Regions from separate parts of the Mus musculus genome. Here regions 1, 2, 4, 5 and 6 are each linked to region 3. Evidence: chromatin contacts called from public Hi-C, HiCAR-type, HiChIP or PLAC-seq and promoter capture Hi-C data. All regions are on one chromosome and are shown on one strand. Each heading gives the region's core, a stretch centred on a gene start, on an enhancer-like site or on the middle of the called end of the contact. The rest is flanking DNA. Distances are from core to core; before and after follow the strand shown.

Region 1 (3,100 bases), core at 573-3,072, 270 kb after region 3:
TCCTCTACTAGAGCGGGAAGTGTTCTTAACCACTGGGCCGTCTCTCCAGTCCACTTCTGGGTTCTTTACCCTCTTTACTAAAATATTGCTTCATTGCTCTTCACATCCAAGTGAGGCAGATGTTGTAGTTCTCATTTTTCTGATACAGATGCAGAGGGCCAAGGGGTATGAGTGATGTATCTTTAGCTACACACCCAACAAAACGGAAACTTTCTGATCCTCACTTTTATGTACATCTCATGCGCATTCCACATCATTCAATGCCTGCTGCCCTGTGACAGTTCATTAAATCTTTTTACTAACAATAACTAAAATTATCACAATATTAAAATCAAAATGTAAATTGTAAACGAAGAGATGAGGATAATGTTCCTTGGTCACCTCTGAACTCTGAACTTTGTACTCTGTTGCTACAACGGGTATAAACAGCAACCATACATAATTCTCATCTAATTGACAATTGCTCGTTGGTCCAAAGCACACTGTGGTGTTATGAGCAGCTCAGAAACCTTGACATCTTCATTTTAATGAGCTGGATGTCCAGAATGATGCTACTGTAAGCAGATAGTTGGCAATCAGTGTCATGGCCAGTGCAAGGCACACAATATTCCGCACAGGGTTTTTCCCAGGTTCTCATGGAAGAGTTCCAGAAATGGAGGAATTTGTTTTAGCAAACATGGAACTGATATTTGGGCCAGCCAGGATGAACCATAGCTACTTTAGCATGATCAATATTATCTAAGCAGATATTTGCTAGCAAGGGCTCCTCTGATTGTTATCTATTCCCTTCTACTGCTCCCTTGGTATGTGTAAATACATAGCCTAGGAGAGTTTCACAGTAAACATGCAAGAGCGTTCTCTTCTGAATCCCTCGGTTCCATGGCAGTTGGCTCAAGTCATGACTTTCTTCTGATTAATATTATTTTCCACTTGATAACAGTGGCTTAACTGTACAATGGAATATATGACATTTGAAAAGTTCCTAAAATTGCCTTGAAATTATTTTACAAATAAACCTGGACTCAAAAATGAAAAATAAACCTCATTGTTAGGGGAAACCCCTCCACGTTACTTAAATTATAACTGGAAAAGCTATTAGTGACTCTAAGGTCACTTTACTTCTGACGTTAGCTGGTGTTTTCTCACTTACGTATACTTTCATGCTTTTGAAACAGGACGTGTAAAAGGAATATGAGTCATATATTAAGCAGTCTAACTATGGGATATTTGTAAATTTATGCACAATGGAAGCTTTATGTATTTATTTTTGCAATCTGAAACTCATTAGTATATGAAGTGCTTGACATTAGTTTAGTTAAGGATGATATATGTATCACAATCCGAAATTCCTGAACGATTTCTTCCCAAATTACCTGACAGTCCTAAATTCACACCTTGAAGCAAGATGATTTCAATCTGAGTAGGGTGGCGAATCTACCCCATTGTCCTAAGCAGTCAACCATGACATGTGGCTCAGCACCATTAATAAATCCAAGACCCCAGTTTCTCATGCCACTTTGAAATTCTCTGCAAGTTCAATTTTACGAAAAGAGATATATTCCAGATTTTCATTTTTTGAAGTAGACTCCCTCGTACATTTACAGAGAACACTGCCAAGAAACTGAGTTCTAATGAAATGTCATCCTGAGGGGCCAGGCTTGCTTTGGGAAATGTCCACTGAAAGGATGCGTTCAGAGGAATTCAGACATCTTTAGATCTCTGGCTCTCGTCCAAGTTGCACACAAGCCCATTTGGCACCAGCCTCACTGCGGCTTTCCCACAAGGCTCTGGATGGGTTCCAGGAGCTCAGTTAGGCTCCACTCTCATAGGATTCTGCACAATAAAGAGGAATCACAAAGCAGTCAGGCCTCAGGCTCTAGCCTCAGAGGAGACCCTGAAGACCCAAAGGAACAAGCTGCCATCCGGGACTCTAGAAGCTACAACAAAGGTACCTTTGCTCTCAACCACAGGAAGGAAGTATCAGCTGTACTTGGTTGTTCACACTGCCCAAAGCTCCGCAAATGTCATGATTGAGGATGGGCAGCAAATCTAGAAACAGAACATGTTCATGATTGTTCACAGGACAAAAGGAATCCATAGAAAGGTGTGTGATCATCACCTGCAAAGTCGTGGTCCAAAGGACACTTGACTTCTGTGTCTTTGACCAGCCAGTGGTGCATACTCTTAGCACCTTTTTAGTACATATGTGACTAAGCTTCTTCATCTGTACAAAAGTGCACTGGACAAAGTGGTCTAAGCCAGACATTGCTTGTATTTAAGAGCAGTGGTGGGTGAGCAGGGCCATGCTTCCAGCTGCTATTTCAATTCCAAATCACAAGATAGTAGTACATAGATAGAAATAGAGACCAGTACTGTCTCTCTGACTCCACTACATCTTCCCTTCTCTTCAAGAAAGTGAGTTGGAGCTCTTTTTGGTGCTGCCGTGTTTGAGGTGCTGGGATCAATTGTAGAGTCTCCTGCGTGTCAGGTGAACACTACAACCAATGACACCCTAGCCTTAAACTGCGGTTTGTAGGCCATTTCTACCTATTAGGCATGGGTCTCCAAGAATGTAAGTTTACTCCAAAATGTAGGTAAACAGAAAAAGGACAGGGTGCCCTGTTTACTCTTCAAAGTCAATCATTGCAAAACACAAAGCCATTACCAAATAATGACAGAAAAGCAAGATGTCCCAGAACACAAGCAAAATATACACATACACATACACACTCACATGCACACACACACACACACACACACATACACATATATAGCAAAAACAAAAACAGGGAGGTAATGAAGATATAGACGGTCAATCAGCACGTAGTCAGCCTGAGTACTCACCAGAATGTTCTGTCACTGTATTATCAGAGATTTGAAAGGAACCAACCAGCAAGTTCAGACTGCCATCTGCCTCTGCCTTTGGTTTTTAAGAGGAAGTTGGGACACAGAAACACCTTTAAGTGCATCAAGTCCTGTGACTCAGAAATTCAAAATGCATTCTGAGGAGACAATCCGAAGTAGACATAAGTCTTATGTGATGATGTTCACAATAATAAAAACAAATCATTTAAATGGTCAGATTTATTATGGTAAACTC
Region 2 (2,700 bases), core at 201-2,700, 300 kb before region 3:
GAATATGTTTCTTTATACACATTAGTATCTTTTTTCATTCCAGGTATGATTTTATGAAAAACTATTTCAAATCTTGTATATATTATATTTCAAAATCTAGACAAGGAATATAAAAGTCATGTCATCTCAGGCAATCCAGAACAACTTATGCCAGTATTTGAAAGCCCATTGGCTAGCAGAGCCTTCTGTGGCTGCCTGCCTCTCTCACAGTATCCCCCTCCCTTCAGTATTCCCCCCTCTCATCCAGATATATACCTGTGTTCACTAGGACAGGGAGGAGGTGAGCTGGCTAGCAGGCTGGACAGTGGCTTGGGTCATGGGTCTTCTCAGAGGCATAGCATCTGACTTGGAATTCCCCTTCTTGAGGTCCTCCAGGGATGACATCATGCACATTCTGCATTGTGGTTCACTTTCAGTGCACAAATGCCAACTGTATGCACAGGAAACCGAGGAAGGAAAGTGAACGTGAGAATACAATAGCTGTCTTTAAAAATTACTCATATTTTAAACAAAAGTATAGCAGGCTGTTTCAAATTTCTGCTTATTAGGAAAGTGCCTTGAAGCATCCTTGATAGACTTGTGACAGGGCTGGGATGCTGTTGGTGCCTGTGGGGCAGGGGACATTTGCTGAAATGAGCCCCTTAAAGCACTGTCTACACAGGGAAGTGAAGAAGACCGCTGTGGTGGTTGAGGTGATGTCTCCTTGGATAATAATGTCAACCTAGGCTGTCACTGAACTTGGATGGGTGGGTTTAGAAAGTGGGAGAACCTTGCCTAGGTCCCATGTCTTCTAAACACTGCAGCAAGGAGAGGGGAAAGACATGAGTAGGGGGCCTGGGTCAAAGTATTCAGTTGTCCCTATATTGACCTCGCCAAGATGGGCTTCACGCAAACATGTTTGACCAAGAGTCCATCCCAATAGGGAAACTTGGGAAGGTAAAAGGAAAACAACGGTCACATGGGAAAAGTATTTGGGTTTGCAGATGTAATGAATGAACAGAAGGAGAAAACAGTCAAGTTGCGAGAAGAGAAATCCTTCGCTGTCTCTGAACTCAACGGATTTGCTTTTGGTTCAGCCTTCTCCTCTTGATTCCAAGCACTGGATCAAACCAGAATGTTTCTGCCTTGAAATGGTAATCTAATAATCTCCAAGACCTTTGGGGGATAATGTACCATTTGTTTCTTTCACCTCGTGCCCTTAAAAAATATTGCCCTTCGGAAGTTTATCTCTGGGTTCTTGGGTTTAGTCACCAAGGAGACAGCAGCTTTGCTGCGGCCCATAAAGAATGCACATGCTCCCTCCAGGCCCATTCAGATGCAATTCCAGGCAGCTCTCTCCTCCACTCAAACTTCTAATCTTGGTGGTTAACCCAGACCCTTAACCTCCTTTACAAATCACAACGGGTATGCAGACAGGGAGGTGATCCTATGTAAGCTGGAAACAATGCTCTTGGCTGAGGCTTCTTTTCCTCTCTGGTTTAGTCTTAAGGGACACAGCTTTTTACTTCTTTGAGCCTTTAGAGTCTTGAGGTTTTATTGCAAAAAAGAAGAATTCTGTGTGGTTTTTAAAAGGCCAGTCACTTTGAGTAATCCAAACCCTCATTTATCCACAGAGGCTGAGGACCTCTTAAGCAAACGTGGTCCCATGTGATACAGACCTTGGCCAAGGCTTGTCATCTGTCCTGTGCTATTGCCCATATTTTTACTTAGTGAGTCTGCTTGTCATGTTTCCAAGTCACCTTCATGGATGTGAATTTGGGTACATGTGTGCAGGTGTATGACCACATGCGAGTGAGCATGCACATAGGGTCATGTTAGAGAGAGCAGAGGAGTTAGCTGTTTGCTAAACCCTGCAGCAAATGAGGTTCAGGGATAATTAAGAGAAATCTCCCTTGGCAGAAACATGCCTCCTTGGGTCTGCTTCTCATTTTGGACAATTGGGAAAGGCAATCACTCACGTTTTATTGATGCCAAAAGTTTTTCACAGTCATCAATATAGGCTACGAAAATGAAGCTGTTGACATCTTATTTCTGGGTTTTCTCTTTCAGATAATTTTGAACTATATAGCACCATATATTTTGAACCAAAGACGTTTCATTTCATAAGTGAACATTTCCAGTGCCTTGTACACAGTCGCTCTTGTGCTGTCACGTCCGGGACAGTCACATCTGTATCAATCAAGCCCATTCAGTGCTATAAGACGGATCTGTCTGATATTAATCTTACTCAAAGAGCATGAGATAAAACTTTCAGTCACACAGAAATGCCTTTAGCTATTTGTAACAGAACAGATATTCTTTGGAAACCAGTTTCTAGGCCTTTGAGGATTTGGTCTGACCCTTCAAGCTCTGCTTCCATGTTATCTCCTGTACTTTTTTGTTTTGTCTCTTGGGTTCATTAGGTTGGAGCTTTGAGTAAAGAGAGTTTACTTGTGTCCTCCTACTTAGCTTCTGATAGAATTCTTAGCAAGTACTGATCTGGTACAAGCTGGAAAAGGTTACTTTTTTTTCCTCCAGTTGTAGAATGCAACCAGCTTTCTGTAGCCATTATAAGAAGGCCAGTCTAACAATTATGATAAGGATGGGAACACAAGACTGACTAAGCCAGTGCAGAGCTGTTTCCTGAATGCCCAGAACAGATGTGATTTGTAGACTTAAGGATCTGCTCTCAGGTGAAAGAGGCAGGATGGCCTCATGAAC
Region 3 (2,914 bases), core at 9-2,508:
AGAGCCCCGACTGTCCCTCAGTTCTCTCCAGGAAACACCACTGCGGAGGAAGGCAGGGGATCGACTAGTAGGATTTTGTTTTGTGTTCAGAGGCAATGGTTTGTTTTGTTTTGCAGCAACGGTGTCTTGTAACAGCGCTGAGAGTTTTCTCTTCAGTGTCAAAAAAAGAAAACAAAATGAAAGCCCTTTCCCAGTGAAAGAAGACACCACCCTGGGTCTGGGAGACTGAACTCCGCTGCAGCTCTCATTCCAGAGCTGAGGACTCCGGGGCTGGCTACAAAAGCGCCCGTTTGCAGGTGTGTTTGGGGGTTGGGGAGAGGTGTGCATATAGCTTGGGTAACTGCTGAGCCTTTGTCTAGTGACCCGGGTAAGAAGAAAAAGGGGCAGTGAAGAGACGCGTGCTCAGGTCCGCGTCGCTACGGACCAACGAACTGTGCAGAAGCGCGGCCCTGGCTGGCAGCGCGAGTTCAAGAGCTGCGCTGCGCTGCTGGTGGCCCTGAGCCCCTCGAGGGTGCTGTAAGAGAACACGCTACACCCGCAGGGGACGAAACTCAGCCTCACCACTGAACCTATAGCCAAGCCATGCACTTCGAGCTACTTGACCGGTCTTTGAGAGTTTGCTGACACACGCACCACCCGAGTGAACCTCTTGCACGGTCAACTCCGGGACCGCGCTGCCCTTCGCCTCTGGAAACATCTGGGCGCCGGTAGACACTAGCTGAGTGCAGCTGGCGCGCTCCGGGGCCCAAGCCCCGGACACAATCGCCCACGCTTCCATTCCGCGCCGAACCCACTCTTGCCCAACAATCCTGCGGGTCCTCCCCTGCAGCCCTCTCTAGGTCCTATGGCCGCACTTCGCAGAGCACAAAACCTCGGTGCGACCCGTGGGACACGGGAAAGGGCACCCGGTGGGAGTGCGCCCTGCAAAGTGGACTGCCCCAAGTTCGCTTGTAGTGAACGGCGCCGACCGAGTTCTTTCTCCGCGACTTCGGCGCGGGCAGAGGAACCGCGGACCCGAAGGAGCTCCGGCGCAGAGCTGCGAGCCTTTCCCGGGCCCGGCCGCGGATTGCACTCACCGTCACTGATGCAGAGCGCGGCCAGCACCAGGGCCAGCACGGCGACGACCTTGGCGTCCATGGCGTGGGCGGGAGGGCGCGCCGGAGGCTGCAGAGCTGGACAGCAAGAGGACACCGAGGTGGACCGAGAGTGAAAGTGCGGCAGCGGGAGGCGAGCGCTGGGCGCTTTAGAGGCGAAAACCAGGCGGGGCGGGGCGGGGCTCATCAAGGGGCGGGCCTGGAGTGTGGCTGGGGTCTCTGACGCGCATCCCCTGCGGAGCAGCCGCCCTTCCAGTTCCCTACCTACCCACCCCCTTCTTGGCGCCCTCAGTGTCCGCGGCTCCGCTGGGTGCTGAGACCTTTGATCTTCCCAGTCCCCAACTTGGGCGGGCTCTTTGGACCTGAATTGTAAAGAGGCTGGGTCGTAGAGCTTAATGCTCCCATCCTGCAGATAGAGAAACTAAGGGGCTGTCAAAGGCACAAGCCGTGAAATAAGAACCTGAGAGACGAAACAGTCTGTTTCGCCGCATCCAAAAGTTGCCAGAGTACCCTTTCTTTCGTGCCAGGAACTTAAGCTGACCCACCTCATGTCCAGGGTGTCTGTGCCGCAGTGGACTGCTAGGCTTAGGGCAACGTGGACCAATCTACAGTTAGAATAACTTGGATTCCCAGCCAAAGTCTCACTACAGTCATTCCCGGGAAGATGCATTCTAACGTAGGGCTGCGCTACCGAGCAAAGAGACCAAACAGGTCTCCCAGAGATACTCAGTATCGTGAATTTTCTTTGCCACCTCCCCTCTGTACCCCTATTCTCTCGACTGGGGGTGGGTGGATGGTACGAATAGTGGGTGGGTGATTACAACTCTCACCCTGCAGAATGGAAACGGAGGAGAAATGACTGGGTCTCACTCCCGCGAAACGTCCTGATTCTCTGTGCTTGGTTTTAATGTGTGTTCAGTTAATGGAAGCTGGAAACAACTTCTTAAACTTCAGTGTTTCCTGCCTTTCCAGAAGAAAGTCCAGTGTTCTAAAAAGGACCAAAGAGTTCCCTAAGGCCCCGCTCCCTAAAACCCTGCTTCAGAAAGTGGTCATTGGCGCTTTACAAATAGACCCATTGGTGTTCAGCCCTGCCAATAGATCGTTGTGTTCCACTCTGGTCAACCAAAACAACCCCAACCCGGGTGTGGGGAGACACGGGGGAGGGGGCAGACTGAATCTTGGAGGGCTAGAGGCTTTGGGCAGCGTCCTTTGGACCTTCCACTGCCACAGGCAGTGTTGGCCATGCTTCGACCACTTTTCCCACATAGCCAATTAGCGATTTGGATTCTGTTATCATGTTCACCCAAGGGAGTGCACAACAGAGACTTGCCTCTGTCTCAGGGCAATCTGGGAATCATATTTGTGAAGCAGTGGCCAGGACCTTTGGGCCTGGGGCTCCACCTAGGGACTAAAGAAGGGTGGAGAAGGTCAAGAGGAAAATGTTCCAGCCATGAGAGTATCTTAAACAATTCCGCTAAGCACTTTGCATCCATTCATTTGTCAGACACACTTTAGGGACTCAGCTTCAAATCTGGAACCGCGCCGACCTGGTCCCTGTGTTTAAAAAGTAGCATTTCAGAGAAGGCAGCCATCCATTTCTACCGGCTTTTGCGCTATCCTGAGCGTTCAGTATGCTAAACTCTGAACTTGCTGGCCCTGTTGTACTGCAGGATCGGCAGAGGCTAGGCTCCGGCGCCCTCTGGTGGTCTTATCTCCCATGCTCCAGTAATCCGAGATCAAGCGCTTGGGATACCTGATGCCTGTAAAACAGTAAAACAGTAAAAAAAAAAAAAAAAAAAAAAAAAAAAAAAAAAAGACCA
Region 4 (3,001 bases), core at 102-2,601, 490 kb after region 3:
CAGCAGCACATGTAAAACATACAAGGAGGGCTCAGGACACCTGAGGCCTATGTCCCAAGCAAGGTGAGAGAGACAACAAGGTGAACTGGGGCAGAGAGCACGACTCATGCTGGAGAGCCACAGGGAGACTCGCCCTCCCCACCGGCTGTTGACTTCTTCAGTTGCACAGGGGTGAATTGGAGAAGTTGGGAGTTACGGTGGAATTCCGTGCTTTTGGTTTGTCAAAACTTTTCGAAGCACCCAAATAATGAGCTCAGTTCTGATGCTTTCGGGCTGTGGGAAGAAACATGGGTTCCAACAACAGGTCACCAACCACAGGAAACCCTAGTTGGCAGAGAATGGATCACTCTCTAAGAACACGAGTGAAAGCTAAGTTGAAGAGGGACTGCAGGCTGGTCATTTTTAGCCCGCTGCAGGTAGGGAAATAGACAGAGAGTCTGTGACACAGGAAGTAAAGGGCGGAGCACAATCTCTTTGCCATCTCTTCGCCGGCCATAATTGGCACGGTGCGCTGCATTGGGGTCCAGAGACTCTAATGCCGTCTGTTTTCAAATACGTGAGTACCTACACTTTTAGAAGTCCCACTTCATACTCTAAAACGGCCCTGTGACTCTAAGAGGGTTAGAAACCAGGGAATGAGCCGAGCTGAGATGACTTACTTTGCGAGGGAGGGCAAGAGGTCCTGAAGTCAGGACTGGGAACCATGAAATAAAACAGAGTCAACAAAGCTCCCTTGCCTCACAGCCGCCCAGCTTCCCTAAGCTCCCAGCCTATAGCCTGGGGCTCTGCCTCAGCGCTGGCCAATCTCCTCAGAAAACAGCGACCGAGAGAGAGGAAACTAACTTTTTAAATTCACCAGCTCCTATTTTTTAATGTAGCTTTCTGAGAAGCCACAACTTTGCTTGCAGGTGCCACCTGGACAATAAATAAATGTCCCAGACTTCACGCGCGCGAACACACACTCCACCCTCCCTAGGAAGCGCACAGTAGTAGCTGTAGCGCCTGCGCAGAGGTCTTTGTTGAAACCCAAGTATCTGCGTTACCCAGGCTCCCTGGCCTCCGCCTGTGTAGACCGAGGGCCCCTGGGGACCCACTCCTACTGCTTTCTCTTTGCGTCCTGGGGTGCCCTCGAGGATTGGGGACTTAAGTGATGCGCGAAGCGCTTAGTGGTGTCCGTAAAGATCGAACAAGTGAGCAAATGCTCGGGGTCTACTTGAGGGGCATCAGTACCAAGCACCCTAGAAGGAAGAGATGGGCTGATAGGCAAAGCAGTTGACCAGAGAGAAGGGGCGTGTCCAGGGCGGAGAGGGGCGTGTTCGGGGGCGGGAGGAGGTGTGTCTAGGGTGGGCTGGGACGGACTTGATCCCTGCAGCAGATGCAGGGCTCTTGAGTCCGTGCAGGCACAATTCTAGTGCACGCGACCTCTCTTGCTGGTGGCCTCTGGACCGCGCGATGACTGAACGGTGAGTGATGCTCAGACTGCAAAGGTAGTGGGCATCCTTGGAGCACCCTACCTTCGACCCTGGGGCCGCGATCAGGCAGGGCGCTAGAGCCTGAGCACTTGCACCCCCAGCCGCAGTGCGCGAGTCTCCTCCCCCTGCCAGCCTGGCGCACTGCGGGCTTCCAGCCAAGGGCTGAGGGTGGCAAGGCGCCTAACATCTCCTAGATAAGGTACTTTCCGGGCAAAATCTTAGCAGGGCACGTGAATCCAACGGCCGGCTACACTTGTGCTCACCTCATCCTCCTCTCAGCCAGCTTCCTAGAAACACGATCTTAGAGGCGGGAAGAGGGTTTCAGCAAGACCTTAAGATTTTACAGCTGGAAAGCCAACGCTAGGATGATTACTCATCCAGACACTTGTTTCTCCGTCGCTGTTGGTGCGGTGGGCCATAACCAAAGGGCTACACAATATGCCACTCACGTATAGTTTCAGGGCTAAACTCCACCTGTCTCCTGATTCTTTGGGGCCCGTTCTCTTCTTTGAGATCTCCGGCACCTCACTATCTCTCTGGAGCCTGAAGCCCAATGTCGACAGTGTTTATTGTGGATGAAGTCCTAGGGTCATAGTTGTTTAAACTGGTGATGAACTCCAGATTGAAAATAGAAAGGATTTGACAGGGTCATACAATGCAGTCAGGGTAAGCTTTGAGCCCAGACCTTTGGGGAGGCTGGGTTGTTTAACCTAAAAGTATGTCGAAGAAAATGCTTGAAATTGTCTTTATTTATTTATTTATTTACTTACTTACTTACTTACTTATTATTGAGAAACAGACAGATGCACACTCACTCACACACCAGAGAGAGAGAGAGAGAGAGAGAGAGAGAGAGAGAGAGAGAGAGAGAGCGCATGTACATGTGTACCTGTGGGTCATAGTGGCTGTGTGCAAGACAACTCTGTGGCATCAGTCGTTTCTCCCCGTCCGCTTTCCTGTGACTTTTGAGGATTAAACTTAGGTCCTGAGGCTTTGGCAGCAAGCGCTTTACTCATAGAGCCTCCTCACCAGCCCTTGAAACTGTTTAAAAGTAAGCTATCAGCACTAGGAAGTCGCTGCAGGCCTAAAGCTTTTGCTGTTTCCCCAAACTTGTAGTTCCCCGAATCTCCTTCCTGCCTATGGGATTTCCCCTGGGACAAACCCTGAGATAGGATTGGAGCCCTGCCACCCCCTTGCTTGACCTTCGGTAGCGAAGATGGGCTGTGATATAGTCCCCTAGTTGCCCCAGGGACACTCTATACCAGCTGCCACTACAACTAGCTAACTCAAGGCCTAGAGGTGGCACAACAGTTGAGGTCACACACCAAGTCAGTGACAAAGAAAATCTCAGCCAGCATGGTTCTCAGAGTCACTGCAGCAGACATTCTCAGCCTGGGATCCAGGGCAACTGGACTCAGGCATCCTGATCATCCTCATTCACTCACGCTTCTCTCTCTCTCTCTCTCTCTCTCTCTCTCTCTCTCTCTCTCTCTCTCTCTCCCCTTCTCTCCCTCTCGTGTGTGTGTGTG
Region 5 (2,720 bases), core at 63-2,562, 470 kb after region 3:
TTCCTGCTGAGCAAGCGAAAGAAAAAAAAGGCTGCTCCAGAGGTGGCACCCCCCACAGAGCAGTACACAGACCCTTCCAGCAGCGTCGTGAGCACCACAGGCTCTGGGGACACTGAGCAAACCTATACTTTCCATGAGGCCTTCAAGGAGGGGCCTGGCTCCTTCTTTATCCACATGAAGAGCATCCTAAAGGGGACCAAGAAGCCACGTGTCCTGCAGACCCAAGATACCCTAATGGAACTGGCACTGGAGCCGGCTGACTCCTTGGCCAAGAAAAAGCAGGTACACTTTGAAGACAATGTGGTCAGAATCATCCCATCCCTCACTGAAGGTCTGGGTGATAGTGACAGTGAACCAGAAGAAACCAGCTCTGACACAACTCCCATCATCCCTCCCTCCCAGACCCCACACTTTCTGCCTTCTCTCATGGCCACTGACCTGTTCTGAGCTTCTTAGCTAGAGGTCTGCAGATGGATGGACCTGCCAGAAGAGTCCTAATAGCCACAGTCCCTGCAGAGAACTCAGGGTCTCCATTGGCCAGCTGTTCGCATCCTAGTGGTAGCTGGGCATTCAGAACAATGAGATAGTGTACCAAGCCAGATCTGTGGTGACCTCCAGCAAGGTACAAATGAAGCTTTGACATGTGTAATCAACATAGTCTCCTTGTCAAAAGGTGGGAAAAGAGACCATGGCTTCATTCTCCACAAGGCTGCTGACCCAACTTTCTAAGCCCTAAAGGAACAGAAGACATGAGTTCACCCTTGCACCCAACAAAGGGTTCAGCCTTCAGCAAGAACTCTATGGTATGTTTTGCTTGTGATACAACCTACTGGTGCCAAAGGCCCAGGGCTATATTAGCATCGTAAGCAAGATTGCTCAGGGTAGATATGAGAAAAGAAGATTCGGATCTCAAGTGAGAACAGCCTGGCAGTGGGCTACATTCTCAGCATACTCTGGGACTGGGCTCGGCAGCAGGCATTTCAGAATCACCAAGGAAAACAATACCACTCTGTGCTCACTGCCAGGAAAGCTGACCAGAAGAGCATCTCTCATTCCAGAAGGATAACTCAGGGCTTCCTGCCCTCCCCTCACTTACCCCCTATCCAACAGTATGAGCAGTGTTCAGAGTCCAAGTAGGTGGTATAGATGGTTCAATCTAAAAGGGTCTGAGAACCTGTGGCCATCTGTAGCAGAAATGGCTAGGACATAGCATGGAGTAGTCATTGTAGTTCAGGCCCCAAGAAGACTGCCCCAGAGAGCCACACAGCATAGGGAAGTACCTCTGCCATGCTTAGATACGTGGGAGTAGATCCTCTGTTAAGTAGATGATCACTCAAAATAGACAGGAGGGGAGGAAGCAGAGGGAAGGGCACAGGGGAGAGGGTAGCGAGCAGGCAGGCATGGCGGCATCCTGGAACTACAGAGGTGGCAGGGAATTTGAGTTAGATAGTTCTCAGTAAAAAGTTTAGCAAAGTATCTTTTCTAAATAGTATGTTTGGTCCACAGGATTACTGCCAGAAAAAAAAAATAATAAAGGCATGTTATTCCTCATAGCTGACCCCCAGTGAGCGAGCAACAGAAATTAAGAGTCCTATAGTTTGTGTCTGAGGAGGGGACCCACTTCAGGGCTCTCTGATGGGTAAGCCTCAAATCTTGTACTTTATAGTCTAGATAAGGAAGATGTTCACGGTACAATGATCAGCACCTATGACGTCGTTTTGTTTTGGTTTTGGTTTTGTCTTGCTTTGTTTTGTTTTGGAAATGTGTTGAAATGAGACACCCTAGAAGCTGGTATTAGCCTGGTGCTTAGCACAGCCAGCATCCCAGATGGACAGAACACTTTTTGAAATAGAAGATGCGTTGCTAAGACTGTGAGGAGTGAAGGCAGAAAGCAAGCTGGGGCCTGGAGTAGGTCTCATCCCTCAGGTCAAAAGATAGGCAGCTGATGGATGGCCAAGGGGGCTTTTCCAATGAAGGATGTTAGATAGTGCAGTCAGGGAAAAATAAAATATATGGAATATGGGGCATGGGTGGGTATGTCCTTGTTACTACGGGGATCTCACGGTGAGGAAGAACAAGAAAACACTACCATGATACCATGAATTTGTGTGAGGTGAGGCCAGTGCAGACCTAGGAGATGGTTCTTAACTCCAGATTGCAAGGCTGAAGGTCAGGGAGCAGAGCTTCCAGCCCGACTGAGGCCAGAGGCCAGAGGGAACAAAGCCCTTAACCAAGAGGAGCCAGGTCCTCTCCCTGTGTCTCTCTCTCTGTATTAGTTACTTTCTGTTGCTGAGATAAAATACCATGACCAAAAGCACTTAAGGAAGAAACAGTGTGTGTGTCTTACAGTTCTTACAGAGAGCTAGAGTCCATGATAACAGAGAAGACCTGGCATGCAGCAGGAGCTAGAGGCCAGCTGGCCACATTTCATCCACACACTGAAAATGAGGCCGAGTGGGGAGGGCAATCGTGACATGAGGCTGTGAACCTTCAAAGCCCACCCCTGGGGATGTACTTCCTCCAGTGAGGTTGCACCTCCTAACGTCTCCATAACTTTCCCAAACAGCAGCACCAACTAGATGGGTGACATTTCTCATTCAAACCACTGCAGTCTCTCATCAGCTTATATAGTGTTAGAAATCTTTGGTTCTTGGTTGGTTGGTTGGTTGATTGGTTGGTTGGTTGGTTGGTTGGTTGGTTAGCTTGCTTTGCTTTTCTTA
Region 6 (2,802 bases), core at 262-2,761, 450 kb after region 3:
ACACAAAGAAAAGAAGCCACTGTGGTTCAGGAAAGGCCAGTGACAGCTATGGTGTGATGGGGTCTCCCCAGTCTACTCAGAGAAAGGCTACTCAGTCTTCCCAAAGAAGGCTGTAAGCCACAGAGCTATTGTGGCCCAGGTCCCAGCTCCTTCCTCAGATCAACTCAGTGTCTACCACAGAAACACTCTAGCATGCAGTTAGCACAGCGGGTGCTGGCTGCCCAGACATGCGGCATTTCAGGGAGGTTCAAGTAGATAAAACTCAGGTAATAGATAAATAACCCGATAAGACACAGTCTGTTCAGTGAAGAAGTAAATAAACGAAGTCATACTCCACAAGTGCTCCGCACGCTCCTCTGTGTGTGTGGTGTGTGTGTGTGTGTGTGTGTGTGTGTGTTGCTCGAGATGAGACCCAGGGTCTCACACATGATAAGCACTGAATGATACATTTCTAGACATCGTTTTAAGTATCATATGAGCACAGAGGTTCTTACAAGAGAGGGTGGGTTATGGAATACAAATCAATGGTCAAGCCATAATAATCTTCATAGTAAAATATGGCCACTCATTAAACAGCAAAGAAAGAAACAGTATTAGGTGGAGGTTTCTGCTGGTATTAGGGTTGGCCAATCTGCCCGTTCATTTGGTTGTTGTCTTTCATCCCACGTGAGCAGACTAGGAAGAGATTTCAGAGAATGCCTGATAGGAAAACCAAAACACAGTACTGTTTAATCCGCTAGGTCGGTTGTAACGTAAACGCCGGCAAAGCCCACCTAGGGCCGGCCTCAGAGGCTGAGCGTGTCACGGGGTTCTTGGGCACTTTTCTGTTTTGAGAACACCGGTATAGTTACATTTCTTCTGTACTTTCTGTCACAGTTACTGAGGCTCCCAGACACCTCTGGGTTTCCCCCAAGGTCACCCAGTTAATTGTTCACACAGCATACACCGTGATTTCTCACATCTCATATCCCGGATGCTTGTAAGGAACAGAGGAGGGTCTCCACGTGCTGCCATCTGAACCAAGAAGGTCAGAGTTCAAATCTACCAGATTCGGAAATCTTTTCAACCCACCTATACACAGAAGGAAAGAGCTTGGAACTCATTTGCTAAGTGGCTACCAGTGGAGATTTAGAAACACATTTGTTCTATCTCTGTCTCCGTCTCTACTCTTCTTCCCTAGCCCAGATCTGCGTGTGCCCTGTCTCCTCTTTGGACCCCCAGCAGGTGTGAGGTGAGGGGGGGGTGACTTTCTTGGAACAGCCTCCTAGGGAAGGGCTTGGCCTCTAGCTCTCCTGTTCCCTCCTCCCAGACAGAAACAGCTAATTGCCAACTCCAGGCTGCCTCCTGCCCAACCCTAATCGGTATGATCTCAGGCAGCTGCACCGGAGCCGGAGCCGAAGCCGCTCCAGGCTAGGCCAGGGCTACGTGGAGCAAGGAGAGCATTCTCCCAAGATAATGATTAAACTGAGCAGCACTTGGCATGGGCTGCTAAGCTAGGGAGGGGAGCCCTATTCACACCTCAGCCAGACAGCGGAGGCCAGAGCTAGTTCAGGGAGGCTGAGCCCAAGGCCCAGGGGGCCCCCCAGCCAGCCCCCGCAGCCTCCTGCTTGTGAGGAGCATCCAGAGCATCTCAGATACAGAGGCATCTTCGCAGCCTGCCCTTCTGGGACTCTGTTCACACCCCTGGCACCATGAAGCTCCAGGTATTCTGGACTGGACTGGAGTATACCTGCCGGCTCTTGGGCATCGCTACGGCTGCAGGTAAGATCCTACCCCTCATCTACCAACTCCTTGCTCAGAGGCCCTATGGGGAAGGCTACTAGAGAAATGGCTTCTAGCCAGGGGACGGTGGGCACATCTGGCCACATCTCTCCTTCAGTTTCTCTTTTGAGTTCCTCAGAAACCCTGAACTTTGGGAAAATGGCAGGTGTGGAGTGAGCCTTAGGCAGATAGAGAAGAGCCTTGGGTCTGGTGCCGATACTCAGTGGCATCCCACCCCCACAAGACCTTTAAGAACCTTCAGCATCCCTATCACTGAAATGAGCTGACAGGTGTGCCTCTTGCCCTCAGAGGGTTGTGAGGAGAGCTTGTTGAGCTGGGGACTAGAGGTGAAGGTATACAAGGCTGGAAAAAAATGTGAGAATCGTAGCATTGTGTAGCTAATTAGAGTGCTCAGCTATTCACCTTGCTTTGTTTGACAATAGTCCTATCTTCTGCAGAGAGAATCCCATTAATGGGGCAACTCTATCCTCAGGAGACCTGATAGGTAGAAAGATGGCAAGCTTCCACGGTGCCCTCCCCACACCCTTCTGGAAAAATGCATTGTTGAAAACCAGCCTCTTTGGTATGAGCCATCTACAGGAGCATAGCGTGAGGCTTAGAAGACCAGAAATCACCTGAGCAGCTCAGCTGACTGGAATTTCAGATAGTTAGCAAAGAATTGGCCCTAACCCTGAGCCCCACCGATGCAGAAGGGGCAGAGCCTATACTGAGGGACTGAAGAGCAATGTTCTGAGCTCTTAGCTCTGTACACCAAATCCCTTGGGGAAATAAAAAAAAATACACACTAAATCCTTCTTTGCATCTGGACAAAAGCTTTCTCAAGAGTCTCTCCCAACTGAAAGGCTTCTCTCCAGTTCAAACCAAAGCAATAGGACCCAAGCCTCAGGCTTCTCGTGCTTGTACAACCTTGGTCCAACTCTGTGGAGCCCTGAAGCTGTGTTTCCTGACCTCTGTAATGGATGGATCTGGCAGACTCGGTGCTTGGTAAAACAACATGTGAGTGGTGGTTCTTGGTAGATG

The links. Promoter capture Hi-C pulls out the DNA fragments that hold promoters and counts their contacts. A called contact is a pair of places that touch in the nucleus more often than the background predicts. HiCAR-type assays count read pairs that join an accessible place to other places. HiChIP or PLAC-seq counts read pairs in DNA pulled down with a chosen protein or histone mark.
Region 1: a contact with region 3 is called in a promoter capture Hi-C map of liver, with 2.6 times the contacts expected there. The contact joins the enhancer-like site here to the promoter of Cxcl12 in region 3. A contact is called at or near these places in 4 of 39 promoter capture datasets (the 3T3-L1 cell line, frontonasal cranial neural crest and liver) and 6 of 484 Hi-C or Micro-C datasets (the 3T3-L1 cell line, embryonic fibroblasts, liver and 1 more).
Region 2: a Hi-C map of the C2C12 cell line shows a contact between it and region 3, with 3 times the contacts expected there. The contact joins the enhancer-like site here to the promoter of Cxcl12 in region 3. A contact is called at or near these places in 11 of 39 promoter capture datasets (the 3T3-L1 cell line, 3T3-L1-derived adipocytes, the C10 cell line and 6 more), 3 of 15 datasets of contacts at CTCF or cohesin (the NIH/3T3 cell line, large pre-B cells and pro-B cells), 1 of 484 Hi-C or Micro-C datasets (the C2C12 cell line), 7 of 115 datasets of contacts at active chromatin or transcription factors (astrocytes, bone marrow-derived macrophages, craniofacial prominence and 2 more) and 2 of 9 other capture datasets (adipose tissue and embryonic stem cells).
Region 4: a promoter capture Hi-C map of second pharyngeal arch cranial neural crest shows a contact between it and region 3, with 5 times the contacts expected there. The contact joins the promoter of Rassf4 here to the promoter of Cxcl12 in region 3. A contact is called at or near these places in 16 of 39 promoter capture datasets (the 3T3-L1 cell line, 3T3-L1-derived adipocytes, cranial neural crest and 8 more), 5 of 484 Hi-C or Micro-C datasets (embryonic stem cells, liver and uterus) and 9 of 115 datasets of contacts at active chromatin or transcription factors (astrocytes, craniofacial prominence, embryonic forebrain and 6 more).
Region 5: a contact with region 3 is called in an H3K27ac HiChIP or PLAC-seq map of stem cell-derived neural progenitor cells, with 7 times the contacts expected there. The contact joins the enhancer-like site here to the promoter of Cxcl12 in region 3. A contact is called at or near these places in 4 of 39 promoter capture datasets (the 3T3-L1 cell line, cranial neural crest, maxillary cranial neural crest and 1 more), 3 of 115 datasets of contacts at active chromatin or transcription factors (neural tube and stem cell-derived neural progenitor cells) and 1 of 9 other capture datasets (embryonic stem cells).
Region 6: a HiCAR-type map of astrocytes shows a contact between it and region 3, with 3 times the contacts expected there. The contact joins the promoter of Tmem72 here to the promoter of Cxcl12 in region 3. A contact is called at or near these places in 15 of 39 promoter capture datasets (the 3T3-L1 cell line, 3T3-L1-derived adipocytes, the C10 cell line and 9 more) and 2 of 115 datasets of contacts at active chromatin or transcription factors (astrocytes and neural tube).

Annotation. Positions count from the first base shown.
Region 1 is chr6:116,893,988-116,897,087 of GRCm38.p6, reverse strand. No RefSeq gene overlaps it. Among named protein-coding and RNA genes, the nearest start is that of Gm36873, 100 kb to the right of the region's middle. Within about 2 kb of position 1,822, at least 30 of the 459 cell types and tissues checked have an H3K27ac peak or open chromatin away from gene starts, as enhancers often do. A contact at or near this core is called in liver, where this site is marked.
Region 2 is chr6:117,464,576-117,467,275 of GRCm38.p6, reverse strand. No RefSeq gene overlaps it. Among named protein-coding and RNA genes, the nearest start is that of 6820426E19Rik, 29 kb to the left of the region's middle. Within about 2 kb of position 1,450, at least 16 of the 459 cell types and tissues checked have an H3K27ac peak or open chromatin away from gene starts, as enhancers often do. A contact at or near this core is called in 3T3-L1-derived adipocytes and the C2C12 cell line, where this site is marked.
Region 3 is chr6:117,166,879-117,169,792 of GRCm38.p6, reverse strand. Cxcl12 (chemokine (C-X-C motif) ligand 12) reads right to left here and starts at 1,258. Exons shown (of 3, transcript NM_021704.3): 1 at 1,077-1,258. The coding sequence starts at 1,137.
Region 4 is chr6:116,672,186-116,675,186 of GRCm38.p6, reverse strand. Rassf4 (Ras association (RalGDS/AF-6) domain family member 4) reads left to right here and starts at 1,351. Exons shown (of 11, transcript NM_178045.4): 1 at 1,351-1,463.
Region 5 is chr6:116,692,778-116,695,497 of GRCm38.p6, reverse strand. It overlaps Tmem72 (transmembrane protein 72), which reads left to right. Exons shown (of 5, transcript NM_178768.4): 5 at 1-2,720. The coding sequence ends at 447. Among named protein-coding and RNA genes, the nearest start is that of Rassf4, 20 kb to the right of the region's middle. Within about 2 kb of position 1,312, at least 54 of the 459 cell types and tissues checked have an H3K27ac peak or open chromatin away from gene starts, as enhancers often do. A contact at or near this core is called in stem cell-derived neural progenitor cells, where this site is marked.
Region 6 is chr6:116,715,467-116,718,268 of GRCm38.p6, reverse strand. It overlaps Tmem72 (transmembrane protein 72), which reads left to right and starts at 1,511. Exons shown (of 5, transcript NM_178768.4): 1 at 1,511-1,761. The coding sequence starts at 1,692.